2 separate regions of the Salmo salar genome follow, and region 1 is linked to region 2. Evidence: chromatin contacts called from public Hi-C data. All regions are on one chromosome and are shown on one strand. The core of a region is the stretch at or near the end of the contact, and the rest is flanking DNA. Distances in the headings are between cores, read along the strand shown. Region 1 holds the start of sos2 (son of sevenless homolog 2 (Drosophila)). Region 2 holds the start of LOC106602928 (deubiquitinase DESI2).

The links. A called contact is a pair of places that touch in the nucleus more often than the background predicts.
Region 1: a Hi-C map of gill shows a contact between it and region 2, with 2.9 times the contacts expected there. The contact joins the promoter of sos2 here to the promoter of LOC106602928 in region 2. A contact is called at or near these places in 2 of 3 Hi-C or Micro-C datasets (gill and muscle).

Annotation. Positions count from the first base shown.
Region 1 is chrssa01:6,090,220-6,093,612 of Ssal_v3.1, forward strand. It overlaps sos2 (son of sevenless homolog 2 (Drosophila)), which reads right to left and starts at 1,600. Exons shown (of 24, transcript XM_045708881.1): 1 at 1,206-1,600; 2 at 507-660. The coding sequence starts at 590.
Region 2 is chrssa01:5,889,667-5,892,647 of Ssal_v3.1, forward strand. LOC106602928 (deubiquitinase DESI2) reads right to left here and starts at 1,339. Exons shown (of 5, transcript XM_014195986.2): 1 at 698-1,339. The coding sequence starts at 736.

The DNA.
Region 1 (3,393 bases), core at 350-2,849, 200 kb after region 2:
ACCTAGTAAATAACAGGCTAATCCATATTGTGAGAGGCTGGGGGGGGGAGACGGGTTTCGGACAACCTTTTACACAAGGCAAATGCAGCATTTACGAGGTAGTTAACGATTAAGAGCCATCCCACTCATTTCAGTTCGGCTCTGATCTCAACTCAGGTTATTGGATGACGTCGCTCTCGTTTCACTTTTACATTTAGGCCTGCATCTGTATTGCAAAACATGAGTCAAAACATGATCCTTCTTAAAAAAATAACGAAAGGACCATCATATTCTACCTACAACATGTAGACATTTGACGCTCCGACTCAGAGCCAAGTTGCATATTTTTTGTTGGTATATGTTAAATGCAGTATAATCTACAGTGGGGAAACATGTGTATATAAAATAATGTAATATATAAAATAATGAAATAGAAACAGTTGCTAGACATGTCAGTAACTATTGTTTCCATCACCTCACCAACTAACCACATTAAAAAAGATAATTAATATGGTTGATAAATGTACCTTTCGCAACGCTTGGACGAAGAGGCCTCGCCATTTGTGACTGTTCTCGTCACTTGAAAAGTCGTATATTTGTTGCGGCTGCATGGCTCCTTACGTTGCCGTGATCCGGTGCCGTGATCCGGGATGGATTGTCAGCATCGGCCCCCGGTTAGTCCTTGTGGGTGGGTCAGTCCAGGCACGGTGGAAAAAAATAAAAATCAGCTTGAGGTAAACTAAGATAATAATAACACTAGCTAAACCGTACACCAAATCGAGCAAGGTTTGGTAATGCTAACTAGAAGAAAAAAAAACACGTATTACTGTTAGCGAGCTAATTTAAGTGCAAAGCCAATATAAGCTAGTTAGCGATAACCTGATATTAAAATTTTACAAAGTGCTAGCTAGCTAGGCTAGCAACTCACTTGTTAGCGGTCTCATTTACTAGCTAGTTAATATGGTAGCTCGCCTAGCTCGCTAGCTAATTAGTTAGCCAACTCAGGCTTTCCTTTCAAGCGTTTCTAGCTAGCGAACTAGCTAATAAACACCAATTGTTAGCTAGTTAGCTAAGCTAACTGGCAAACTGCTATTTTAGATAGTTAGCCTGTTAGATAAAAACAAAACAAAAAAATTAAACATATCCAGCTAGTTAGCCATTTCAGATAAATGTCACGACTAAACGTTATGTTACTACCTATTGTAATTTAGGTTTAGCGCTATCACCTGATAGCTAGCTAGCTAGAGAGAGAACACATCTGTATGCAAAGGCTGTCTATCATGGCCTTGGTGCACTGCGAGTTAGCTATGTTGTAGGCACAAGGACTATTCATTCAATTCCCAAAAAAAAAAAGGAGTAAACTTTCTCCTCTGTTTTACTTCAACAAACATCATATTTTCCTGCTTCGGTTAATCGCGCACTTTAAATAACAATTCCCATTAGAATAGTCAGAGGCATGTTTTTATCCAGTGTCCAGCGGCACAACAGAAGCGCTTGTTGATGTGTTTTTTTGTTGTTGTTGTTATCGTTGGGAAGATGGTTCGTCCCTTAACTCCTTAACTCAACGTCGGTGCGTTGTCTTGCCCGAATCTCAGCCAGTCACTTGCTCACTCCTGCGTCCTGCGTAGACAGGCAGTGAGTTTGCGTAAGCACAGGGAGGGAGGGAGGGGGGAAACCCCCACTTTTTGTCCAGGGAAAGAGTCGTGGAACACAAGTTTGTGTACCTCATTTTTATTTATAGTTTACAAAATAAGTATACCTTGCTAGTTTATCATTATTGCTTATGACAATTAAAGACAGCCTAAATTTTTTTTTGCATGATTTCAATTGCTCCAGTTTTTGAAATGATGCAACTTAGAAACTCGAAAATGACATACATTTTTTTTTTTTAAATCATGCTTCATGGGAACATATTTAACATATGACTATGTTTGAACAGTAGTGGCTGTAATAAAATAGGCTTATATGATTTCACTGTGAGTCAACTTCTGCCATTGTGCAGTTTGGTTACTGTACTGTAAGATCCTGCCCCCATGTGGACATAAAGTGACCTTGCTCACAAATTCAGGGGAATGATTAGAGAAATAATGTACAAAACCATTAGGAACACCTTCCTAATATTGAGTTGCACCCACTTTTGCCCTCAGGACAGCCTCAATTCGTCAGGGAATGGACTTCAAGGTGTCTGAAAGCATTCCACAGGGATGCTGGCCCATTGACTGTGTGTTTGTTTATTCCATGTGTAACTCTGTGTTGTTGTTTGTGTCGCTTTGCTTTATCTTGGCCAGGTCGCAGTTGTAAATGAGAACTTGTTCACAACTAGCCTACCTGGTTAAATAAAGGTTAATTAAAATAAATAAAATGTTGACTCCAATGCTTCCCACAGTTGTCAAGTTTGTTGGATGAGTGGATGTCCTTTGGGATCCATTTCTGCAATACAGTTGAGAATGGGAAAAGGGGGGGATACCTAGTCAGTTGTACAACTGAATGCTTTCAACTGAAATGTGTCTTCTGCATTTAACCCTCTGAATCAGAGAGGTGCGGGAGTTGATAACAGATGCTATGAAGCCAACCTTACTGAACCATATCACTCGTTGGCTGAATCAAATCAAATGTATTTATATAGCCCTTCTTACATCAGCTGAACCCTGTTGTGCTGGCACAGATTCACTACTCACAGGCATCCTCTCAGGATCCCTTGACCCATCCTCCTCTACTTTCTTCACTGCCTCAGCATACCACACCTTCTGCACTACTCTGACCACTACCTCCACCTGTCTCTCTCTCACCGTACACTTCTGATCCCCCAGCAACATGGGCACCCTTACAATTGACATGACTTTGTCAGCTAAACACTCAAGATTCAAAACGACTGATAGTGACTGCTGTTTCACCGCCGGGTCTGCGTGGCATCAAACGGCAGGCGCCACAAACACTTCAATCTCTCCACCTGCACACTTAAAGCTACCTCAGAAATCACTCCTTTCAATGGTGCTCTAGTCCTAAACACAAAGCAAGAAAAAAAGATCTTGACCTAAGTTGCGTGACACGGAGTGCCCGCTCCATCTGTTCGGAAGAAACAAACATCACAAATCCACTACAGGTTACAAGTGTAACAGTGTAGGTTCCGTCCCTCGCTTCGCCCCGACCCGGGCTCGAACCAGGGACCCTCTGCACACATCAAAAACTGACACTCCACGAAGCATCGTTACCCATCGCTCCACAAAAGCCAACTGATTCAACTGCACCCAACTCCTTCCCCACCCACCCCTGAAACCACATATGGATCCGCCAAAAGGCAAGGATCCACTTTCTACAAAAAAATGAAACTCCTACTGGACCAGATTGTTCTTTATCATGCCCATGGATGAGAAGGCTAGGACTCCCGAGCTCTTTACCACACCTTTTCTCGCT
Region 2 (2,981 bases), core at 89-2,588:
AGATGGGCCGGTACATCTTTAGCCCAGTGGGCCTAAATTGTGGGGTTTCAAGCAAAATACTGTTATCACAATAGGCCGGTGTGGTAGAAATGCCCGGGCTGATTTATGGTCCCAGTCTGTCCCTACTCCCAGCAAAGCAGAGCAACACTGGGATTTAATCAGGCGTTTTGAGCAGCTGTGACTTTCAGCTCCACCGGGGTCCTCATCTATGACTGCTGGCCTGGAGACATCAGAGGAGAGGTGAGGAGCCAACTATGCACCTTCCTGGTTGTCAAATCCATCCCTGTGTCTGTGTGTGTGTGTGTGTGTGTGTGTGTGTGTGTGTGTGTGTGTGTGTGTGTGTGTTGGTTCTTCTATCCTTGTGGGGCCCTAAAATCACCCAAAAGTCTCCACAAGGATAGTAAAACAAGAAAAAGAATCCCTCGTGGTGACATTTCCCACATCCCCTTGAGGACAAAGGGGTTAGAATTAGGCTTAGGGGTTAGGTTTAGGGTTTGGGTTATGGAAAATAGGATTTTGAACAGAAATTAATTTTAGGTTCCCACGAGGATAGAACAAATCGTGTGTGTGTGTTTGCAAAGAGACTAAATATTGTATCTTGTGTGTGTGTGTATACGTGTGTGACAATAGTAGGTTAAATATGTTACATTGATTCCCATGCAAAATAACGGCACTGAGTGAAAACACACAATCTTACCATATCATACACATTAAGGATGACAGGTTCATTAGCCATGGTTTAATCCTGAGATGGCAAGGCAACGTCGTCCTCTCCCTTCGACGTAATTGCTCTGGGAATACTGAGCACCTCTCGCCCCGACACCCAAGAGGCGCATAAGATGATGGTATTCTGCGCTTCCCCCGGACGGACTACTCACCCCGCGGCGTACTGGACAGGAAGGAGCACCAGGGTAGATGAATGATGGATATAATGTCTGTCATGCTCTGGTCTCAGCCATAATAATACATTCTGTCCGTTCCAAAGCCACGATTATCTAGACTTTACTGGTCGAAAAAAAAGTATCAAATATCAAGGTGGGGGAAACGTCATATTTCGCTTTCTGGCAGTAATAAAATCCGTCCAGTTAGCTCACTAGCTAGCTCCAACTAGCCAATGGTAGAACTGTTTAACACGGTCCATTTCCATTACCAAGCCAGAAAAATAAGGGCTCTGGAAACCAAAACTTCGGTTGCCTCTGTTTTTGTCGCATAAACTGTGAGAAGCTAAAACAGCATTTGGCAAAAACAGCACAGCTGCCCTGGGAGGAGGAGGATGATAATCAGAGGTTGAGACGAAACGAGACGGATAAATGGGCCCAAAATCTGTCTTATCCAGCAGGTGGCGTTTTTGAAAGTTTTTTATTTAACCTTTATTTAACTAGGCAAGTCAGTTATTAAGAACAAATAATTATTTTACAATCACAGCCCACAATGAGTGTTGAATTTTTTTTTTTTAAAACAGTAATGGTTTATTTGCTACGTGTGGTTTATTTGATCGAATAGAAGTTTCGTATTGCTGAAGTTGTTATGACTGGACCGGTATAAGTAGGACACGTGATATCGCGGAAATGTTTGAGAGAAAAAAAATAACTTTATATTGGAGATCTGTCCTCTCATTGGCTAGAATGGTCCCACCTGATCTTACCTCCTACGGACTGCTTTCCATTTTAACAGAGCGATCACTCGAGTATCTGGTTAAATCACTCCAGTATCTGGTTAATCACTCGAGTATCTATCTGGTTAATCACACTAGTATCTGGTTAATCTGTGTGATGTTTTTTATACGAATCCGGGATATCAACCGCAGAATATCACTTCTCTCAAAGGCGGCGATAAGGCAAGAATAAAAATAGATACCATATAACAGATAGCTGGCAATATATTTCGGTATTGTTTTAAGGTTGATGTTTGTCTTGTCAGCTGTGCTGGTAAAAGGTAACAATAGCGCAGGTATAGGACGTATCAAAGCCATGATAAGTGTAGCCGGTGAAGCAGCTGAGTTCGTAAACAACAGTCGGGGATGATGTGGCCCTTTCATCACACAGACATTTCGAGTCGTGTTGCTGTAGCTAACTACTGTCCTCCTCCTGTCTGTCTGATGATATCCTCCCCATCCCAACATTATCTCTCGCCGCACCAACAACAACAACAAAGGTGTCCTCGGGCCTCGAGAAACTGCTCAAAAGAAAGGGAAATGAAATCATCCGAACCGGGTTATGACTCGATTTGATACAGTATTTGTCAGATTTGGCCTTTCGTAGCAGGTTAGAATTTACGTAGCAGGTTCAGAGAATTAGGAAAAGGATTATGGGGGAAAAATCTCAAACTTTTATGTTAATGTAACAAACGCTGTATCCCTTCTAGCCATGACCTGTGTTGCGCGTCGCTGCTGGTCCTGTGTACGGCCCGGGGGGGGAATGGGAACGAGTAAAGGCGCTGCATTGTCCATGCAGCATTTACGGTGATACGGCCTCTGCAGAAGACAGGGCATATTAATACGTTTTGCTCGTCGGGGTGCAGGGCAGAGCTGTTGTCAAGGAAGTGAGTTTGTGTTTATAGAGGATCTTCCGCCACTAATTATGTCAATGCTGAGCTATATGAAGCCCCTCAGCGTTGTTACAAAATTATCTCAACCTGGCCTCTGCATGCCACCCGAGGCTCCGCCATTGAGTCACATCATACATACGGTGCCTCCGACCACATTTTCGGGATCAAGCATAAATGTTTGATTACATCATCATGCTGCCTCTAAACATCCTCCCCTCCACAAGTTGATAAAGGGCTGCATAAATGGGGAGAGAGTGGGGTGTTGCAGAAGTCAACAAAGCTTTTACCAAGAGAATCAGTAGCAATGTTAGACTGTGCAGAACATGAGCATTGGGGAGACCCATGCGTTAGGGTAATTTAACCAGGCAAGTCAGTTAAGAACAAATTCTTATTTACAATGACAGCCTGGGAACAGTGGGTTAAACTGCCTTGTT